2 separate regions of the Hordeum vulgare genome follow, and region 1 is linked to region 2. Evidence: chromatin contacts called from public Hi-C data. All regions are on one chromosome and are shown on one strand. Each heading gives the region's core, a stretch centred on a gene start, on an enhancer-like site or on the middle of the called end of the contact. The rest is flanking DNA. Distances are from core to core; before and after follow the strand shown.

The links. A called contact is a pair of places that touch in the nucleus more often than the background predicts.
Region 1: a Hi-C map of leaf shows a contact between it and region 2, with 4 times the contacts expected there. The contact joins the promoter of LOC123426398 here to the promoter of LOC123426397 in region 2. A contact is called at or near these places in 3 of 6 Hi-C or Micro-C datasets (leaf and seedling) and 1 of 1 datasets of contacts at active chromatin or transcription factors (embryo).

Annotation. Positions count from the first base shown.
Region 1 is chr2H:393,958,312-393,962,133 of MorexV3_pseudomolecules_assembly, reverse strand. LOC123426398 (probable pyridoxal 5'-phosphate synthase subunit PDX1.1) reads right to left here and starts at 1,319. Exons shown (of 1, transcript XM_045110231.1): 1 at 1-1,319. The coding sequence starts at 1,225. The coding sequence ends at 275.
Region 2 is chr2H:393,261,925-393,266,209 of MorexV3_pseudomolecules_assembly, reverse strand. LOC123426397 (sulfoquinovosyl transferase SQD2-like) reads left to right here and starts at 2,533. Exons shown (of 8, transcript XM_045110230.1): 1 at 2,533-3,424; 2 at 3,498-3,571; 3 at 3,863-3,918; 4 at 4,068-4,151; 5 at 4,234-4,285. The coding sequence starts at 2,876.

The DNA.
Region 1 (3,822 bases), core at 70-2,569, 700 kb before region 2:
TAACTTGTGTTAACAACAAGAGAAATGAAATGGAAGACGCCAACATGTGTGTACATATATAGAGCGAGCGACTGACCGACTTACTGACTTGAGGAGGTGCATGGTTGCTACGACTTGAATTGTTATCGGAGCTAGAACGATCATCATGAAGAAATCATATCATAATAACTAGGAATCGCGTCTACTTGTGTTTTTTTGTCCTTATATCATTGATCCATGGAGTATTATTTTGGGGGATGGCAGGTGTTGATATGGTGGCCAACAACAAGAAAGATCACTCGGAGCGCGCCGCAAAGCGCTCGACCTTGGGATCGGAGAGGTTGATGCCCACCATGGCCTCGCCCAGGTCGCAGCTGACCTCGGCGAGCACATTAGGGTCGCTGTAGTGGGTGACGGCCTGCACGATGGCGCGTGCGCGGCGCGCGGGGTCCCCGCTCTTGAAGATACCGGAGCCGACGAAGACACCGTCGCAGCCGAGCTGCATCATGAGGGCCGCATCGGCCGGCGTGGCCACCCCGCCTGCGGCGAACTGGACGACGGGCAGGCGGCCGAGCTGCTTGGTCTGCATGACGAGGTCGTAGGGTGCGGCAATGCTCTTGGCATAGGAGAATACCTCGTCGTCGTCCATGCTGCGGAGGGCACGGACGTCGCCCATGACGGAGCGGACGTGGCGGACGGCCTCGACGACATTGCCGGTGCCGGCCTCGCCCTTGGTGCGGATCATGGCGGCGCCCTCGCGGATGCGGCGGAGGGCCTCGCCCAGGTTGCGGCAGCCGCAGACGAAGGGGACGCGGAAGTTGTGCTTGTTGATGTGGTGGGCGTCGTCGGCGAGTGTGAGGACCTCGCTCTCGTCCACGTAGTCGACGCCGATGGACTCGAGGATCTGGGCCTCGACGAAGTGCCCGATGCGGGCCTTGGCCATGACCGGGATGGTGACGGCGCGCTTAATTTCGCGGATGAGGCCCGGGTCCGACATGCGGGCGACGCCGCCCTGGGCGCGGATGTCAGCGGGGACGCGCTCGAGCGCCATGACGGCGCAGGCGCCGGCCTCCTCGGCGATGCGCGCCTGCTCGGCGTTGACGACGTCCATGATGACGCCGCCGCGGAGCATCTGGGCCAGGCCCACCTTAACAGAGAAAGGGGATGACTTGGGCTCCAGCTGCGTACCGGCGCCGTTGTTGCCGCTGCCGTACACGGTGACAACGCCGCTGCCGTCGGACGCCATCTCTGCGGTGCGGTCGAGAGGGAGTGAGGAGAGAAGAGAGAAGAGAGGCGGCGGAATGGGGGCGGTGTGGGATGCGCGGATGGACCGTGGGTGGCAGCAATTCTTATACCGATGGATGAAGGTGCGTGATGGGCGGACGGACGATCCAGATCGCTCCTCCTTTTCTCTAGGGTGGGCCAGTCCAGCACCACCACTCGCTCATCAGTGCGGCTGCCGCGCCGCCATCACCAACCACGACCAAACAAATCCAATCTCTCCTTCTCTACCCGCACGCATGGTGCATTCTTTTTCTTCGCCTTTCCTTTCTTTCCAAAAAACTCTCGTCACTCGCATGCCTTCTCTGCCTGCGCCTGCGTCTGCGTAGAGAGCTTCCCTTTCCCTTGTTGATTTCTCTACGATTTTCTCGTCTAGGCGCGTTAATCTGCTGCTCAAAGTATTAAGTGTGACTCGGACGACGGCTACGTCCCCCTGCTTGCCTCATGGCTCTCGACGGCAACAACGTCTCCATCTATGGATATTTCCTTCCAATTTCTGGCTCCCCATGGATGCACCGTGCTTGGCTCAGGTGCCTCCAACAAGTTCACTTCACGGACCATGCAGCAACCCACAAAACAAAAACAAAAGAAAAAAAGTTGCATGGTCCATACCACTACGACTACTACGAGACAACAAGCCTCTGCTCTTCCTGCTAACAAAAGAAATTGCTCATTTCTATGTAATCATCCTCATCATGATCATGATCATGATCATGTCATTCATACCCATGCACCCAAGTAGCCGTACCTTATTAATAATATCTTACTGGTTTTTTAATAAAGAAACGTCAACATAGCTACTATAGTAGTACTCCTATTAGCTAGCGACGATGGACATGTCCGTGGCAATACAATACTACTCCACACTGACATGAAGAAGATTAGACATTCTTCAGCATATAAAAATGGAGTGTAGGAACTTTTCGAGAAGAGGAAGCCGTTCTGTAATTTTTATCATTCTACTGCCAAGGACTCCGTCCGTTCGAAATACTTGTCTTACATTTATCTCAATACATATCGAGACAAATCGAAAATAAACTTTTTGGGTTGGAGGTAGTATGTCACCCTTTATCCTGTTTCGCGTAAACAGGCACATTAATATTTTAATGATTCAACACCAATTGTGTTAAGTATACAAATCAAGCAACATTGTTAACTTTCTTCTTCCACCCAATATATTCACTTCCCTGATCCTAGCTTATTTACATGTTTTTTTTTCATATATGAGAAAATAATTAAAATTTCTTGCATAAATAAGTAAGCCGAGCCACTATATGTGAAAAATAGAATACATATAGTATGACTAATTTACTACTCCCTCCGTCCGGAAATACTTGTCCTAAAAATGAATATATTAGATGTATCTATAACTAAAATAAGTCTAGATTCATCTATTCTTAGGACAAGTATTTCCGGACGGAGGGAATACATAGATAACTTAGGACTGTCATTTGAACTTATAAATATAATTTATTTATTTTGATAGAATTCAATTGCTGAATCTCGTCATTCATGTTGTGATGTAGTATTATTTTTAAGAGAGTGCCAGACTAAGAGTGATACTTCTCGTCATATGTATGTATTTTCTAGAAAGATCGCATGTTGGTGATATAAACATTGGAGCACAAATGGAAAGGTAATGAGTTTACAATCTCAAAAACTCTAACAATATCAGAACAACCAAAAGTCTTAAGATTCTCATCTTTGTCCCAGCTAGGAATTCGTCAGGTAAGATAAACAGTGGAACTCCCGGGTCTGAGATACATAAATCAAAACACACCCATAGTACTCATCTAATTTCATATCCTGCAAATTCACTAGTATACATATCAACACAAGTAAATATCAACCGTTCTTGTAGAAATTACTTTACCCCAAAACGCACATGCATGGAAGGGAAAGGGAAAAATGTTGAACTTGAGAGAACGTCATAAAGGAAAGAAAACCTTGGGAAGTTGGTAGTGTTGGAGAGATTTTTTTTCACGGTCCTTCCTCCACTTATGCCCACAATCGTACACTACGTAAGTGTCCACTCCATCTTTCTAAGAACATCATCTTTAACAGACTCCGCATATTTGCGACCCTGCAAGACCGTTTTATAGTTCGTCGAAGTTGAACTTTGCGGGACAAAATGTTGCGCTGCAGAATAGATCCCATATAATCAAACTGTAAAATTAAAAAACATTCACGGGCGAAATTGAAAGCACACTTCATTCAGAGTTCATTTTATATAGTAGACGATCATACATACTACAGGGATAGAGGTAAGCTATCCTACTCGAGCTTACCGGAGCAACTATCCTACCGCACTCCGCAAAATTGAGCTCATCGGAGTCGAGCTCGTGCGGTAGTAGATGCTCTCCATCGCTCAGTCGTCATCCTCGTCGGTGGAGAGCTTGGCGTAGATGCTTTCCTGCGCAGTGGCTTCACGGCGCCACTCCTCCTGCTTGCGGCCGAAGGCGAGTGCCGACGTGACACCCTGCTCGTAGAGCACGGTGTCCATCTCCTCTTCCCTCCGGCGGCGCTGCTGGTCCTCTTCCGCCTCCCGGGCACTCCGCGCCA
Region 2 (4,285 bases), core at 1,284-3,783:
GGTTAGGGTAGCCAAGGTGGGGCGTCACCCCTTGCCTTGGGTGGCAAGGCTTCCCACCTTGGCCGCCATCCCTCCTAGGGGAAACCCTAGGCCGACCAACGCTCCACCCTCCCCCTATATATATGAGAGGAGAGGGAGGCAACCAACACACAAGTCCTTGGCGGCGCCCTCCCTCTATCCCTCGTAGTACTTCTTCACCGTCATGATCATGGTAGTGCTTAGCGAAGCCCTGCCGAAATCGTAGCACCACCACCGCCGTCACGCCGTCATGTTGCCGGAGAACTCAGATACTACTTCACCCACACTCGCTAGATCGAGGTGGTGAAGGCGTCATTGAGTTGTACGTGTGCTGAACACAGAGGTGTCGTCCATTCGGAACTTGATCGGGACGTTCGCAATTGGATCACAGGATGGATCGTGATTGGATCGCGAAGTCGTTCGACTACAGCAATCGCGTTTCTCAATGCTTCCTCTTATCGATCTACAAGGGTATGTAGATACACTCCTCCTCTCGTAGCTGTTGATCTTCATAGATGATCTTGGTGAGCATAGGAATTTGTTTTGTTTCTGATGTGACGTGCCGCCCAGGATGCAGGCCACCCTGCGAGGCTCTTGGCAGCCCCGATGTTCTCAGCAGGAGGGGCTTTGTTGGCGGGTGGTGGGGCAGTGTTGGACTGAGGGTCATCCTGCCACGGCTGGTTGTGCCAGCCCTAACAAGTGTCACCATAGTTGTTACCCCATCAGCCACCTCCGCGCCCGCTGCCACTCTCCTGGTGGCCTCCATGGCAACCGGCGCGGCCCTCACGGAGCTGCGTGAGCTCGTGGCAACCTTCGGTGTTGTCGGAGTTCACGTTGTGGTAGGCGCGGAAGGGCTTCTTGGGCGCTTCGTTGCGGTCGCGATGTGCTGCTGCTCGGGCTCCGCCTTGAGCATGACAGGGCCCTTGTGCTTTGAGTCCTTGTCCTTGGGCTTCACCGTGCCAGGCTCGGTGCGAGGGCCGTCGCAGAGGAAAAGGCGCCCTTCCTCGGCCATGGCGCATCGGTCGCCGAGGAGGAAGAGCTCTGCCGCAGAGTCAAGATCGTCCCTGCCGGAGAGCTTCCCACACATCTTCACATCGGTGATACTCTTGGTGAAGGCGGAGACGATGGTGGCATCGGAGGCCCTCGGGATCCTATTGCGCACCTGGCTAAAGTGATGGATGAACTTGCGGAGGGGCTCGTTAGGGCACTGGCGCACGACCCGCGGGTCGTTGAGCGTGAGGAGGTGGTCGCTCGTGCCCGCAAAGTTAGCGACAAACTGCTTGCATAGGTCCTCCCGTGAAGAGATGGACGCCTCATGGAGGTTCTGGAGCCATGCGCGTGCTGCGTCCTTGAGGGTCACGGGGAGCTAGTTTTCCATGACCTGGTCGTCGTCCTTTGTGGCCTGGATGCTGATGCTATAAAGCACGAGGAACTCCATGAGGTTGGCGCTGCTGTCGTAGCAAGGAGGAAGCTTCGGCTTGAACTTGTCAGGCCACACCATGCAGCACAGCTCGAGGGTGAGGGCCAAGTAGGCCCCGGTGGTGGAGACACCTCCGTTGAGGGCCGCGCAATTCTGGTGCCCATCAATGGCGACGTCCTGGAGAACACGGTCCTCGCGGTTGGGCGCCCTCTCGTGACCCGCATGCGCGTCTTGGGGCGCGTGGTGGATGATTTGGCAATTCTCGTCGTCGACCGCCGGTGCCATCGGCCCGTGGGGTGGCTTCGCCGTGCGCGTCGGAGGAAGAGGAGGAGGCGGAGCCTCGTGCTCGGCTTGGTCGACATGTGACGGTGGAGGGAGCATGGAGCGGGAGGGCGCCGGACCATCATGGCCCAAGGTGGTGTGCGCGGTGTCGACGAGCTCGGTGAAGCGCTCGAGCCAGGCCTCGTAGCCGTCGTTGGCGGGGCGATAGCGCAGAAGCTTCTGGGTCATGAGCAGTGCGACGTGCGGACTAGGAGGGTTACGACGCGCGAGCGAGGAGACGACGGTAGAGTAGTCACGTGCTTGGTCGTTCACAGACGGGTGGACGGAGGAGGCCAAGCGCTCCCCAACAGGCTCTGTGGCGGCCCGGGGCGCCGCCCGGGAGTGCCAAGGGCGGCAGGCACGACAGGTGCCCTAGACCCGGGGTATCACGGTCCGTCTGCCTCTTTTGAGCCAGCCTACGCGTTGTTCTTCGGGCCAACGACAGACGGGCCATGATACCCCAGGTCTCATTGAGCCGACACTCTTTAAGTTTACTTGTAATCTTGGAGTAGGTAGATATGTTTGGTGGGACAATCCTCATGATCCAAACGTTGTACCTATGTCTATTGTTGCTAATGAATAAAACGGCGAGATTTTTTTTAGAAAAAAACCTCCAAAAAAAGTCTTGTGTTGGCAGAAAAAAAAGGGAGAACCAGTCGCATGTTTGGTGAGTGGCTAGCACTTGGGAGCTGATTGGCTGGAATCGGATAATGCGATATCTCGTGGAACTCGGGGCCCAAATGTTCCCCGAGATTTGGCCTTTTCGATCCCTCAATCAAACCGCAAAGAGTGGAAGAGCGATACAGCGCGTGCGTGTGTGTAGAGATGCGGTCGCTCAGTCATGGCTTGATGCCTTGATCAATTCGATTTGGCATTCGAATATGCTCGTCTCGTGTGGTGCGTTCGAAACTTCGAATATGCGAGTGCGTCAAAGGCCAAGGCCAAGGCCAAGAGGGAACCCCTGACTTGCGTCCACTCCCCTCTCCAGCTCCAAGCTCCAGCTCTGCTTTCTTCGCCTCGCCCCAGTGAGCGAGTAACCTCAATCGATTCGATTCGATTCAACCAAAGCAAACGAGTATCGGAAAAGGATTAAATTGCTGCAAGGACGAGGCAAGGATGGCGAGGGCGGCGCCCATCCTCGCCGTGTCCAAGCCGTCTCCTCTCCCTCTAATCGCTCCGTCGTCACGCCAACGGGCTGGCTCCCTTCGCCTGCATCGCCGCCACCTCCTCCTCCCATTCTCGCCGTCGTCGTCATGCAGCACCAGCACCAGTGCCTCTTCCTCCTCCTCCTCGTCGCCGGTCTTGCTGCGGGACGACGAGCTGGACCACCAGGAGGAGCCCCCGCCCGCTTCGGAAGCCGACTCGCGGCCCCGCCGCATCGCGCTCTTCGTTGAGCCCTCCCCCTTCGCCTACGTCTCCGGCTACAAGAACCGCTTCCAGAACTTCATCAAGTACCTCCGCGAGATGGGCGACGAGGTCATCGTCATCACCACCCACGAGGGCGTCCCCGACGAGTTCCACGGCGCCAAGCTCATCGGATCCTGGAGCTTCCCTTGCCCCTGGTATCAGAAGGTCCCGCTCTCGCTTGCCCTCAGCCCCAGAATCATTGGAGAAGTCGCTAGGTTCAAGCCCGACATTATCCACGCCTCTTCCCCTGGAATCATGGTATGCTACTAACCAATCTCCTTTCTGTATTTCGACAATAATGGAGATTTCATATTTTTCCTTAAATTCCCAGGTATTCGGCGCCCTAATCATCGCAAAATTGCTATGCGTCCCTCTAGTAATGTCCTACCACACCCATGTTCCAATGTGAGTTGACTAACCTTCCCCTTTGACAAATTTACAACTCATGCACACCCATTTCCAAAACACAAGGAGATTTTATGCCAGCAACAGAACTGCAACTTGAACAAAACTGAAAATATATCTTCTCTTATCTAGGCCAACACAGCTAGACCATTTAATTAATCTTCAGCTCCTAGCAGAAAAACACCATCCACGATGTTATGTGCATTTCGTGAATGATATCTATAATCCAAGGAATTATGGGTTAATTTATCCAGCTAGAGAGGCGACCTGATCCTTGTTTATCTATGACAGTTATATTCCCAGGTATACATTCAGCTGGCTTGTCAAGCCCATGTGGCTAGTTATAAGTAAGTTTTCTCTTATGTACCGTACACTAATGTGAGAAGTTTTTGCAGTCTGCAAAAACGTCTTACATTAGTGTACAGAGGGAGTACTTCACAAATGTATAACCTCTCTTGCCAGACTAGCCAGCTGATACAATCTTCGCTTGATATAGAATTCTTGCACCGAGCTGCGGATCTCACACTGGTACCATCAGCCGCTATTGGCAGGGACCTTAAAGCAGCCCGTGTTACAGCAGGTTTGCGCAAACATACATACTACTCCATGCTATCACTTTTTTCCAAGGTCCAACATCTTCCTCTCACGGTGCATGTTTCCAGCCAATAAGATACGCCTTTGGAACAAGGGCGTGGATTCAGAAAGCTTCCATCC